2 separate regions of the Salmo salar genome follow, and region 1 is linked to region 2. A link is a contact called in public Hi-C data. All regions are on one chromosome and are shown on one strand. The core of a region is the stretch at or near the end of the contact, and the rest is flanking DNA. Distances in the headings are between cores, read along the strand shown. Region 1 has its middle 26 kb from the start of LOC106586137. Region 2 holds the start of gdf-8 (myostatin 1b).

Region 1 (5,663 bases), core at 1,500-3,999, 68 kb before region 2:
CAGATTTAACCCCAGATTCAGTTTCAGTCAGTGGCCACTTGGAATAAAACATTAAGGGAAGGGGTCAGAGGTATAACACCACTGTATACTTTTCATTGAAATCACTCTGACATCATCAAGGGAGGAGCGTGCCCCCATTTCATGGCATCAGCACTTGGGAGGCATATCTGTATCCCGAACTTTGCACTTCGGCCTGTGTTGGGTTTCATGGCTTCTCCAAGTGCTGTTTACGGGTGTGATCCGTTTACAGTCACCAAATTGCATATTTCATAGCAGAGACGTGTGCTGCTGCGGACAGCATACTTTCAGAAATCAACACCCAGGAGATATACTCGCTGGTGGACACGTCAACGACAAGCCCACCCATGGGTGTGAAAATATGTTCTCTTTTAGTCTCGGACTAATTTTCTCTCACATATATCGGACATGAAGGAAAAGTAGAGGATTCCAAGCCTTCGGTGGAGGTTGCACAGAGATGAGGAAGATTGCGTAACCTTGTGGTCACTGTGTATCTGCTTTCATTATGTAGTGTACATTGATCCAGTGGGTTGAATAATATGTTCAGACAACATGCTGATTTGGGAATGGTGTGAAGTGCTGTCCGTTTATTCAGTCGAACTGCTCTCACAGTTTGTGACGTGACATAGGCATCAGCGCACAGTAGCTTGTTCTCTAGTCATCCCCAAACCCCTCTGGTCTGGTTTAGGCCTTTTTAGAACAGATGAGACACATAAGCCCTATTCGGACGGGATTAGTTTTACTGGGGGAGGTCGGGTAATGTAATTATGTGCACAGCACAAAACACCACATCTGTGCGAATATGCCATGTCAATCATTTTCACATGACGGGAGAGTGATCATTCCAGCCAGAATAACCTACTGTTTTTTTGGCATGCAGACTCCAAGGTCCTCTGATAATACTTAGGGGGTATTACTGTGTTTAGCAGGTGCTGCTTGCAGTTTGGGTTAGAACATGGGAACAAATGGATGCTTAAAATATAATGCTATGCACGTACCCTATAGATTAATGTTCTGTTTTTGTCTCGTCAGCTTTTTACTCTTTTTAAAGATTAAGCGGATGATATTGTGCCAATGAATTGATAAATTGCCAAAATTGCCAGTTAATTAAATGTCTGCATGCAGTTAGTTCATGGTTCTTATTGATATCATTTTGACATTCTTCCAACTGAAAGCCATTATTAGGCTATCCTTAGACAAGTTGAAATATCCTCAGGCCTAGAACAGCCTCCAGGCTTCCATCATAATGGGGGGGAAAAAGAATTACAGGGGACAGTTTGGTAAAACTAATCCCGTCCGAATCGTCCTCTGGGGAAAAACAGACATACTGGGGGGAAATAATTACATAACCTACGTTCTATAGTAATTCAAGTCCCATGCGAATAGGGCTATTGTTGAACCTCTCTCTGAGCGATCCACACAGGTAAGGGAAGTGCTGAAGAAGAGGCTTTGATTGGTCATCAGGGTCTGCTGTTTTGAATGCGAGATCCGGCAGGTGGTCTTTTTTTAGGTGGACTGAAAATAAGCTGCTGCGTGTTGTTGCAGGTGGTGGTGTGGCAGAAGGCCAAGGTGTCCGATCACAGGATTGCTCTCATGGCTATGCTGTGGGCCAACGCTGTGGCCCACCTGCTTTTTAGTCCACCATCAACAAGAACAACCAGAGGTCAGTCAAACACCAGCATCACTCCGTCATGGCCCTGCTCCATCCAAACCAGTCATCGGAGATAAAACAACACTCTTATACTGCAAAAATGTCATGTAACAATGCTAAATAAGTGAAACACAAAGATTTGTATTTATTTTTTTTTTTTGCCTATTTTGCTGCGAAGAGACAAACATTAGATAATTTGTTTTGATGCTGTCCATATGTAGCTTGTTTTTGGTCGCAGGTTCAGGAATGGCTGAAGAATTGCAACACTTATCTGGAGCTAACTCTGCAAGTAGCACTGCTGGGTGATTTAAAAATAAACTATGAGAATAGAAAGGTTCAGAATTTTTGTGAAACAGCACAGTTGAAAAACGTGTCAAATAGAAATCAAAACTGGATGGTCTTCAGAGATAGATGGGAGAGGTTGAGGGTAGCTGAAGGATGAGACTAAATACAAACAAAAGATAACTATTGTAAAATATACTGTATCTGTAAAGTGTATGTAGTATGTATAAGCTGGAAGTAGAAGGTTAGGTGCAGATGTCCATTAGTTTACTCCAGTTAGGGGAGGGGTAGTAGGGTTAAGGTAAAATAATAAAGGAAAATATATAAAAATATATTGACATATTTTTTTATGGCGATTGGAAATGATGCAGATGCAGACAATTACATTGATGGCAGCTGTTCTTGGAGGTGTCCACACTTAGCTTGACTTAAATATTGCTGCTCTTGCAGTGCTGTCCTTTCCTGCAGTGCTCAATGACACCAATTACTAATTTACTGATTCAATTCAGACTTCCATATCTCCCAAAAGTACATGTCACATTGTTTTGCTTTACAGTAAGTGCCCTGAGATTGGCAATTTCTCCTAACCAGGATTAGGAGAACAATGAGTGATGCAAAACTGGTCACCATTAAAGATAGCATGTGTCTAATTTGTGGCCCGTGGTGCATGTGGATGGCCCAGCGTCATAGAGAGACATAGCACGGGTGCACTGGCACCCAGCCACTCGTCCTCCCACTGCCCTCCAGTCTTGGCCAACACCAGGGGTCCCAGAGACCCTCTCCCCATACCCTGGGTGTGTTCCAGTCTGCATGAACCTTTCTCTGGAAGGTGGTGGTTGAGCTGCAAGACAAACAGGTCCACTGTCTGTGTGACTGACTGCAAGTGAAAAACCCAAGAGAAATACTAGACAGCAAGCTTGTAAAATGGCTGCATCAAGAACTCTTGAAATCAAGCCAGTATGTGATGTTGGCTGGCTGTTGGGCAGCTATGTCCATGCCCTTTTCTCCTTCTGTGTGAGAGAGATTTGCTTTGCTGCTGGTAATTGAGTTGGCTGTGGAGCGTTAAGTTTCTGCTTGGTCACGGTAGGCGTTGTGTGGCTGCTACCTGCCGTGCATCTCCCGGCTAATGTGGCCTGACAGATATGGAGCGCAAGTCCCTTTTCCCCCGTTTCCTTTGTTGTTATTTTGCAGCAGGACTCTGGAGCCCAGTTATGACAAGGACCTTTGGCCTTTGTCCTCCACTCCCTGTAGCAATGAAAGAACACTTATTGCCTCCCCCTTCTCTGGCCGAAGCTTAGCGATCACGGAATCCAGTTCAAAGATTCCACACACAACTCTGGCAAGTTGATGTAGGAGCCATGCCCCTTGTGGAACAAAATGTTACACTTATTTTGGCAACGTGACAACCTACAACCATGCCCTTTTGAGCAAAGGTGCCATTGGTGCTCTCATAACCTGACCTAATGAGTAGATAATGAGCTGAACGAGAGGAAACCACATGTACCCGCAAAACCTCAAACAGTGTTGCATCAATGAACTGGCTTTCCATTTACTATGTGTTTTAAAAGTTATGAGAAGTTTTGTATTGCTCATTAAAATGATCAGTGTGCCAATCTAAAACAAAACTATGTGTCCCTGGAACTACTTCTTCCATGTGTGAGGATAGTGTTTTGTTTTGTGGTACAGCACTATATATAGCCCAGCCACAGTGATTGCTTTGCAATTTGTTCCTCTCTTGCCTGTTATATAATATTAGCCATAGGTCTGGCTCATGAACATCATTTGCAGGATAAGGAAATGTTTTTGTGTACAAATTTATTGTACTTTTCTCTCAACAATTCTTAGAATGTCCCACCCTCTTAATTTATGCGGTGAGAGATCTGCTTGAATAATCAGTCATTAGCCAGGAAAAGATGATCACTCATCAGGTAGGACACCAAGCCAAGATGTGTTCCAGTTCCGGGCTCATGGGTGTGACACGTGAAGACGTGTGCAGACAGACTGGGGAACACAGCCCCGGCCTATTGCTCATGTCACCTGAGAAAGGTTTGCATCAATCTTAGGACTTTGTGTCAATCCTAGGACCTCTGTTTTGCAGATTTAGGTAGATCTTCTTGCAGATTTAACAAACCTCAGAGTTCTCACTTGGTTTGTTTTATTATTTTCCTATATCTCTGGAGCCTATTATCTTTCTCAAGTATTTCATCACTTTAGGCAAGATAGACTTGATTAACAAATTTTCAATATAAAAAATATTATTGGGGGAAATAAAGTCCATACTCGTGGTCACTCCTTGATTGAGTGGACAAATCGAGAGTTTAAGAGACTTAGCTTTAAATGTATCAAAGTATCGGCAGTGGACCTGGGTCAGTTTTTCTGTGCTGCTTTTCTAGTTACCAGAGCAGGGTCCTGTGGCAGTGAACACTGCTGCCAATGAGGCCCAGATGCCTCTACACGACTCAGAATGGAATAATAGGGCTCATTCATGGCCAGGCAGGCAGGATCAACTGTATCACAGTAATTGACTAATGTTGTAATGGCAAAGTATATGTAATGTACACAGCTATTATCAAGGTCTCAATGCCAGTAATTAGAGAGTTTAAAACTCCAGTTGTATGACCCTGATGCTCGTCAACTGCAAAGCTTGTTAATTTAGAATTGTTTGCCCAAGTCATGCAGTGAGAGATCTGCTAATTAAGTAATTTAGAGCAGTTTCTCTTTTCGCCAACACTTGTCTATCGCATGCCGCCAACATGAACAGTTTTGTTCGAGTTTAGAAGGCAACAGCATTTAGGTGTCATTGGTTGTTCAAGCTTTTTCAAAGTGTCTACAGCGTGTGATGTTTTTGTGTTGAGAAGAAAAAGCCATGTGAATCCTTTAAGATTTAAAACCCTTGAGGATCTGACATGAATTTGATAGTGTACTTTTTAAAATCTCAAAGTCCATGAGATTGTATTTTTTAATAACTTGGTTTGAAGTTAACATGGTTTGGCCGTGAAATTTTAAACATGCTAATATTGGGCGTCTGGTTTTTGGTAAGAAAACGTTATTGTAAGCGGTTGGTGACAGTGCAGTGCCTAGGTAAACAATGAAGCATAGAGAACTGTCTCTCCTTGTCCATAGAAGGAAACAAATAAGTAATTTTGAAATTTGGGTGAACTATCCCTTTAGCACTTATGTATTTTTACATGGTGTTTTAAATGACAGATACCTTGTAAGTACAGTGTAGATAGCTACATATTGTTACAAATTATGCAAAAAGCATGTTTGTAACTACAGTAGCTATGTAAAGATGTCTACTTAACATTCTACCGGCCTGTGTACTATACATTTGTTTTTCACTGAAATTGTTCCCCAGTTAGTATATTGATTTTATATCTTTTAACAGATTGTGATGGATGGATTCTTTCCCAAACCTGCTATGGATTGCTCTTTAGCAAGATCCAGTAACCCCAACAAAACATCTATCTTTGAATGATCGACCTGTCCACCAGAAAAATACCATGAAGCTAAAAACATGCTTTTTGTGTTCATGAAATGTACACGTGTTTCAGATGTTTGTTGTGGTTTGGGTAAAGAAAATAGGCAGCCAATATGATAGAGGTGTTCTATAAACAATAGCTTCTCAAATTGCTTGGACAAAGTATTTTAGATGTGGGTATTTGTTCTCTTAGTTGTACAGTTACATTCACACTTCGTTTACCCTACATTC
Region 2 (5,446 bases), core at 2,685-5,184:
AACGTATCAAAATCAGTTTTTACAACTTTTGTAGCAACCAATTCTTTCTATTGGTTTGCCATAGTGCAAACTGTGTTATTTGTAAGACAGAGTTTAAACGTGGTTTTAACATTCAAAATATATTTCTCTGTCTTAAACACATCTCAATGTGTAGACTGCACTCATTGTGCTTCCGATTCAAGTCCTCCTGTCCAGTAATGTTGATTTACAATAAGAATAATTCAAGTGAGTAGGGCAGTTCAGGCAGTTGAATGGTGGTAAAGCTATGATTAAAAGTTGAATAAGAATGCACTGTTGCTGTGTGTGTATATGGTGTTTATGGCATTGTGCATGAAGGCCAGTTCAGACTGAGTCCTCAGCTATAGTTTTCCAAGCCCTTTCAAAAGTCCTTGAGGATTCCCGGTTTCACTCTCAAACATTGCTTATATGATTATCACACCGATAGTTAAGCGTACGCTGTAAAAGCTTGGGGGGGGATTAGTCTATGTGTGTCAGACCTGGGTTTAAATATGATTTGTTTTATTTCCAATACTTAAGCTGCACTTGATTGAGCTTGCCTGGTTCAATGGAACCAATGGATTATTCCCCAAAGTGCAAACCCCACCCTTCTCCATTAAACGTTAAAGTATTTGCAGAAAAAAAAAAATACTATTTGAACCTAGGTCTGGTGTGTGTCCATGTCAAGTCCAACAGGCATTGTGTTCCTACATCCTTCTGACTTTAGGCCATTGTGGCGCGAACATGTGATTGGAGGAGAGAAGAAAATGAAAATGAAAAAAACTAACGAGACATGTCCGTGGTTGAAGCCTGCTCAGCGAATGGACAGGCATTTCTTTAGCCGCTAGTGTGGCTCTATTGCACTGTGTTCTGCAGAAAGCACTGGTAGTGATGGATGGATCTGTCCCAAAGTCCAGGGTGGAGACCCTGGCTAAGCCCCTCCCCTTGCCCAGCAGAACTCTCGCTCACGAGCAGCCGCAGCGGTCCACCACCATGGAGGGGATCTTGCCGTAGATGATCTGCTCTTTGCGGTTGAAGTAGAGCATGTTGATGGGGGACATCTTGGTGGGGGTGCAGCAGGGCCCCGCGGTGCCGCGAGGGTTAGCCTTGTTCACCAGGTGGGTGTGGGGGTACTTCTGCAGGTGCATGTACTCGCACTCACCAGAGCAGTAGTTGGCCTTGTAGCGCTTGGGGGCAATAATCCAGTCCCAGCCAAAGTCTTCAAAGTCCACCGTGAGGGGGTACCGGCAGCAGCGGGACTCGGGGGAGTTCTCATCACAGTCCAGGCCCGAATCTCTCCTGGAGCGCTTCGGGCCCTCCGAAATCTTCACCTCCATGAAGGGTTGCTGTGAGGACACAATACAGAAACATGACACATTGGGAAACATATTGGAGTTTGTTACTCCAATCTAATATTGCTGATCCTTTACATCAAGGTTTCAAACTTGGGTGTTGTGATACTTTGTGCCACTGAAATTATTGCATTTTTAAACACTACTTTAATGCTTGGTTTGGTAAAAAGTATTCTAATTGCACCAGAATGTATGTGTGTGTGTGTGTGTGTGTGTGTGTGTGTGTGTGTGTGTGTGTGTGTGTGTGTGTGTGTGTGTGTGTGTGTGTGTGTGTGTGTGTGTGTGTGTGTGTGTGTACATGTGTGTGTGTGTGTACACGTGTGTGTGTGTGTACGTGTGTGTGTGTACATGTGTGGATGTGTTTAACTATACTTGTATAGAAGTCCAGAAGTCCCCACAAGAATAGTAAACAAACAAATATTTGACCAACTGGGGACATTTTTGTTGGTTCCCACAAGGTCAAATGCTATTTGTAGGGGGTTTAGGGTTAATGTCAGAATTAGGGTTAGAATTAGGTTTAGGGTTAGGGGCTAGGGTTAGTTTTAGGGTTAGGAGCTAGGTTCAGGGTTATGCTTAAGGTTTGGTTTTCAGGTTAAGGTCAGGGTTAGGCTTAAGGTTAGGGTTAGGTTTAAGGTTAGGGAAAATACGATTTTTAATGGGACTGAATTGTGTCCCCACACGGTTAGTTGTACAAGACTGTGTGTGTGCGTGTGTGTGTGATAACAGAGGCTGTAGGCAATTACTCTGATTAGCACAGTCACACAGAAGACTTCTGGAAGTTCTGGCCATGTGAACAATGTGAATTTTTATGTAATCAGGTGATAGGACATGAGATTATTGGTGGCAAGGGCAAATATTCTGTCACAGATGAACTCCTTAAATTAGGTATGTGTGTTTATATTAAAGCTTCTAAGATATTTTAAAATATGAGCACATGAGAGCAAATCCACAGAGTGCCAAAACCCCTCTGATCAGTAGGTATCTATAAACAACTGGTATTTGAAGCCCTGGTTCTAAATTAGTCTGGTTACACAATTTGACACAAACATGAATTTGCCCTCTTGCCAAGGGTGTTAAATGTTGATATTGCATTATTATGCATTAATAAATTGGTTATGGATTACGTCCCATAGATCCCACGAGGATAAACTACAAACCTATTTGTAAATTGCTTCGATGGGAGATAAATCTAAACTCACCAGTCCTTCTCCGGCTTCAGTTGAGGTAACCGCCAGATCATTTCCCTTTGAGTCCAACGCATTAATCTCGATCCCCCAATTCGTGTCCGGTTGCCGCAGCCACACCGACAACACTTGTTTCACGTCGATACTCTGCCAAGAGCTGACTCCTGCATTCACGTCGATCTTTAGAGACCGGATCTGTATGTTCCTGCCCCCGTCCGTGACAGGGATCAGGCGGGAGATTTGCAGCAACACGGTGGTGACTTCGTCAGCTGGCTGAAGGTGCACCCATAGCTGTGCCCGAAGTATGCGGTTCGCCTGAATCTTCGAACTGAAGGAGAAAAAGCAACACTTGGGTTTCCCATCGATTTGGACGATGGATTCGGCTGGAGGAGAGAAATTAGAACTTGAATTATAATATGCAAATGTCTTATCTATTTTCTCAATTAAACTACATTTCTAAACTAAATTAAATGACTGCTTTTTTTTTGCGGTTGTATGTAACACAATTCACAATTGTGTTTTCGTTACCGAAACCCCTTGGAAAACCACTTTCAAAATATATATTTAAAGTTACAATGTCATGACACATTGACACAGCCTATATAGTTTTAAGAACCGCCACACAACAACAGAGCCACTAGCACCTCGTAAGATGGAACTCGGCTCGTACGTCAAGTTATATATTTGTTTCAAGTCAACATGAAATGACAGATAAGCAAATCATTAATAATTCCTATGAAGTGTCAACCTATTTCCAACATAGTGGTGCAAGTAGCCTAATACGGGATCAGACATGAAGGTGCGCTCTGTGCCCCATGCGTAAAAAAAACCCAGCTGAGCTCTGTTGCCTTTTCAAAGTTATTAAATTGAGACATATAGTGTTGCATTGAATAATAGCATATACAACTTACGTTCAGTGGCCATTGTCATGATTGTTTCTGTGATGGCATGTTCATCATCATCTTCCATAACTCCATCCTTATTGTCATCTCCAAGTACATCATACTGGTCAAGAAGTTTCTGCAAAGGTGGTGCCTTAGGCAAGAGCTGCTTGACAACATCTCGGCTAATATTGGGCGCGTGCTTGAGTCGCAGTTTGCTAAGAATTTGTGACTTGATGGCGTGTAATCTCATGTTTTTGATCTGCTGTCGGACCTCGCAGGTTGAGCACTGCTCACCGTCATCCGTGGCCGGGGATTGGTGGTGCGCCGTTTGATCACCAAGACCCATTGAACCGAAAGCAACCATAAAACTCAGAGAAATTAGAACCTGCATCACATGCATTATCTAAGGTGCGGAGTTTGCTATTTAAAAAAAAAAAATCCCAAAGTGAATATGTATTTGCGTGAAGGCGGACTACAGAGTTGCCTGTGTTTAAAATCAGGCTCTACACTGATAGGTGGCATACTTTAATTCGTCAGCCCTTTTTATACTGCAATTTTGGCCTCTCTTTTGTGTCGTCAAAATCGATGATTGGTTGGGCTGGCAACAATGAGTTTAACGGACAGACATCAACTGTATTTTTCTGTCAAACCTTAAAAGAGGTATGGCAAGGTTCGGAATAGTTTTGAGACAACTACACTATCAATCAAAGACAAGACTGTTCTGCAAATGGTCAAATAAAATTACGGATGCGGTTATATTGATTAATTGCATAAACTTAAATCCGCAGCCTGTCACCATAGGAACGCCACTGAGGAAATGCGTTTATTCCGCTCATCCCATCAACGCGACAGGGTTAAAATTAATCGGTGTTATGACTTCCCTTCATTACGATCAGTTAGTTATATGACCAGTCTGCCTAACTCTCTAAATCTGGTTCTCTCGAAAATGTAAGGTATATTAATTTACAAATATGACAAGGACCACTCTTTAGCCTATCTTGATATAGGCTACATGGAGTAGACCTACTTCTTTCTAAACTTGTTTCCAAATGCTAAGTTATTTTATCAATTGGCTATAGGATAGATACTATTGCATTGAACATTTATGGCGAAATGGGTTCTTCTGTAGGCCTACGATACTGTATTAAACTATAGGCTACTGGATATTGTTGTCTTGAGGTGTGTTTGTGCTTACTATTTACGAAAGCTTTTTAGTCCAGACATTTAGTGCCATCGTGCGGTTTATCAACAACAGTTGCAAAATTACGCACAAGTTATGAGATATTACTTTCCTTCACAAATAAACAGTAACATATGGATTCAAATTTAGATCAATGCAACCGACATTTAGAATATGTGTATGGCTCACAAGAGTCAATCAAATCGCCCACGTTATGCACATGTTACGCAGCAATATGAATGTCATGGCACTATGTTAGGTCAATGAATGGTTTAATTATAGCCTATTATCGTTATCGAATTTGAGACTGGAACCCTTATGTGAAAGAAAATGTACCATACTGTATTTACAAAAACATAAACGAATGTAACTAATGTACATTATACCGTTTTACGCACACTCGTCCAACGAGTTTTACAGTTTTACGAATTCGTCATATATATATTTTTTTTAAATGACACTAATTGGTTTTGAACATATCCGATAACTCATAACTGAAAATCTGACACAGTGCGACTGCAGTGGCTATTGGGAAAGCTCGCTAATATACCTCGTGCCATAATGGTCCAGACCTCTCGGCAGACGCATTGGTAGCCTTAGAAAGGTTTGATACAAGGAAGCTAAACGTGGGTACACTTCCATCAAAGGCAAGAGACAGGAATATAATCTATAGATAGATAGCATTATAGAAACAACTGACTATATTCCTTACTATAAACATTTCAATAGTCACTGAGGAGTCAAGCATGGAGCCACCATGCTCCACAAGAGGGTGATATTCTACAAGTAACAGTAGCCTGTGTGAACGCGCACAATTTATCTCCACAACCCGTTCTGCACTTTACTAAC

Evidence for each region. A called contact is a pair of places that touch in the nucleus more often than the background predicts.
Region 1: a contact with region 2 is called in a Hi-C map of muscle, with 10 times the contacts expected there. The contact joins the enhancer-like site here to the promoter of gdf-8 in region 2. A contact is called at or near these places in 2 of 3 Hi-C or Micro-C datasets (gill and muscle).

The regions. Positions count from the first base shown.
Region 1 is chrssa25:10,376,622-10,382,284 of Ssal_v3.1, reverse strand. It overlaps the pseudogene LOC106586073. Among protein-coding and RNA genes, the nearest start is that of LOC106586137, 26 kb to the left of the region's middle. Within about 2 kb of position 2,749, at least 1 of the 13 cell types and tissues checked has an H3K27ac peak or open chromatin away from gene starts, as enhancers often do. A contact at or near this core is called in muscle, where this site is marked.
Region 2 is chrssa25:10,309,941-10,315,386 of Ssal_v3.1, reverse strand. gdf-8 (myostatin 1b) reads right to left here and starts at 3,934. Exons shown (of 3, transcript NM_001123634.1): 1 at 3,445-3,934; 2 at 2,549-2,916; 3 at 1-1,343. The coding sequence starts at 3,817. The coding sequence ends at 963. It overlaps cssa25h2orf88 (chromosome ssa25 C2orf88 homolog), which reads left to right and starts at 5,419. Exons shown (of 2, transcript XM_045707703.1): 1 at 5,419-5,446.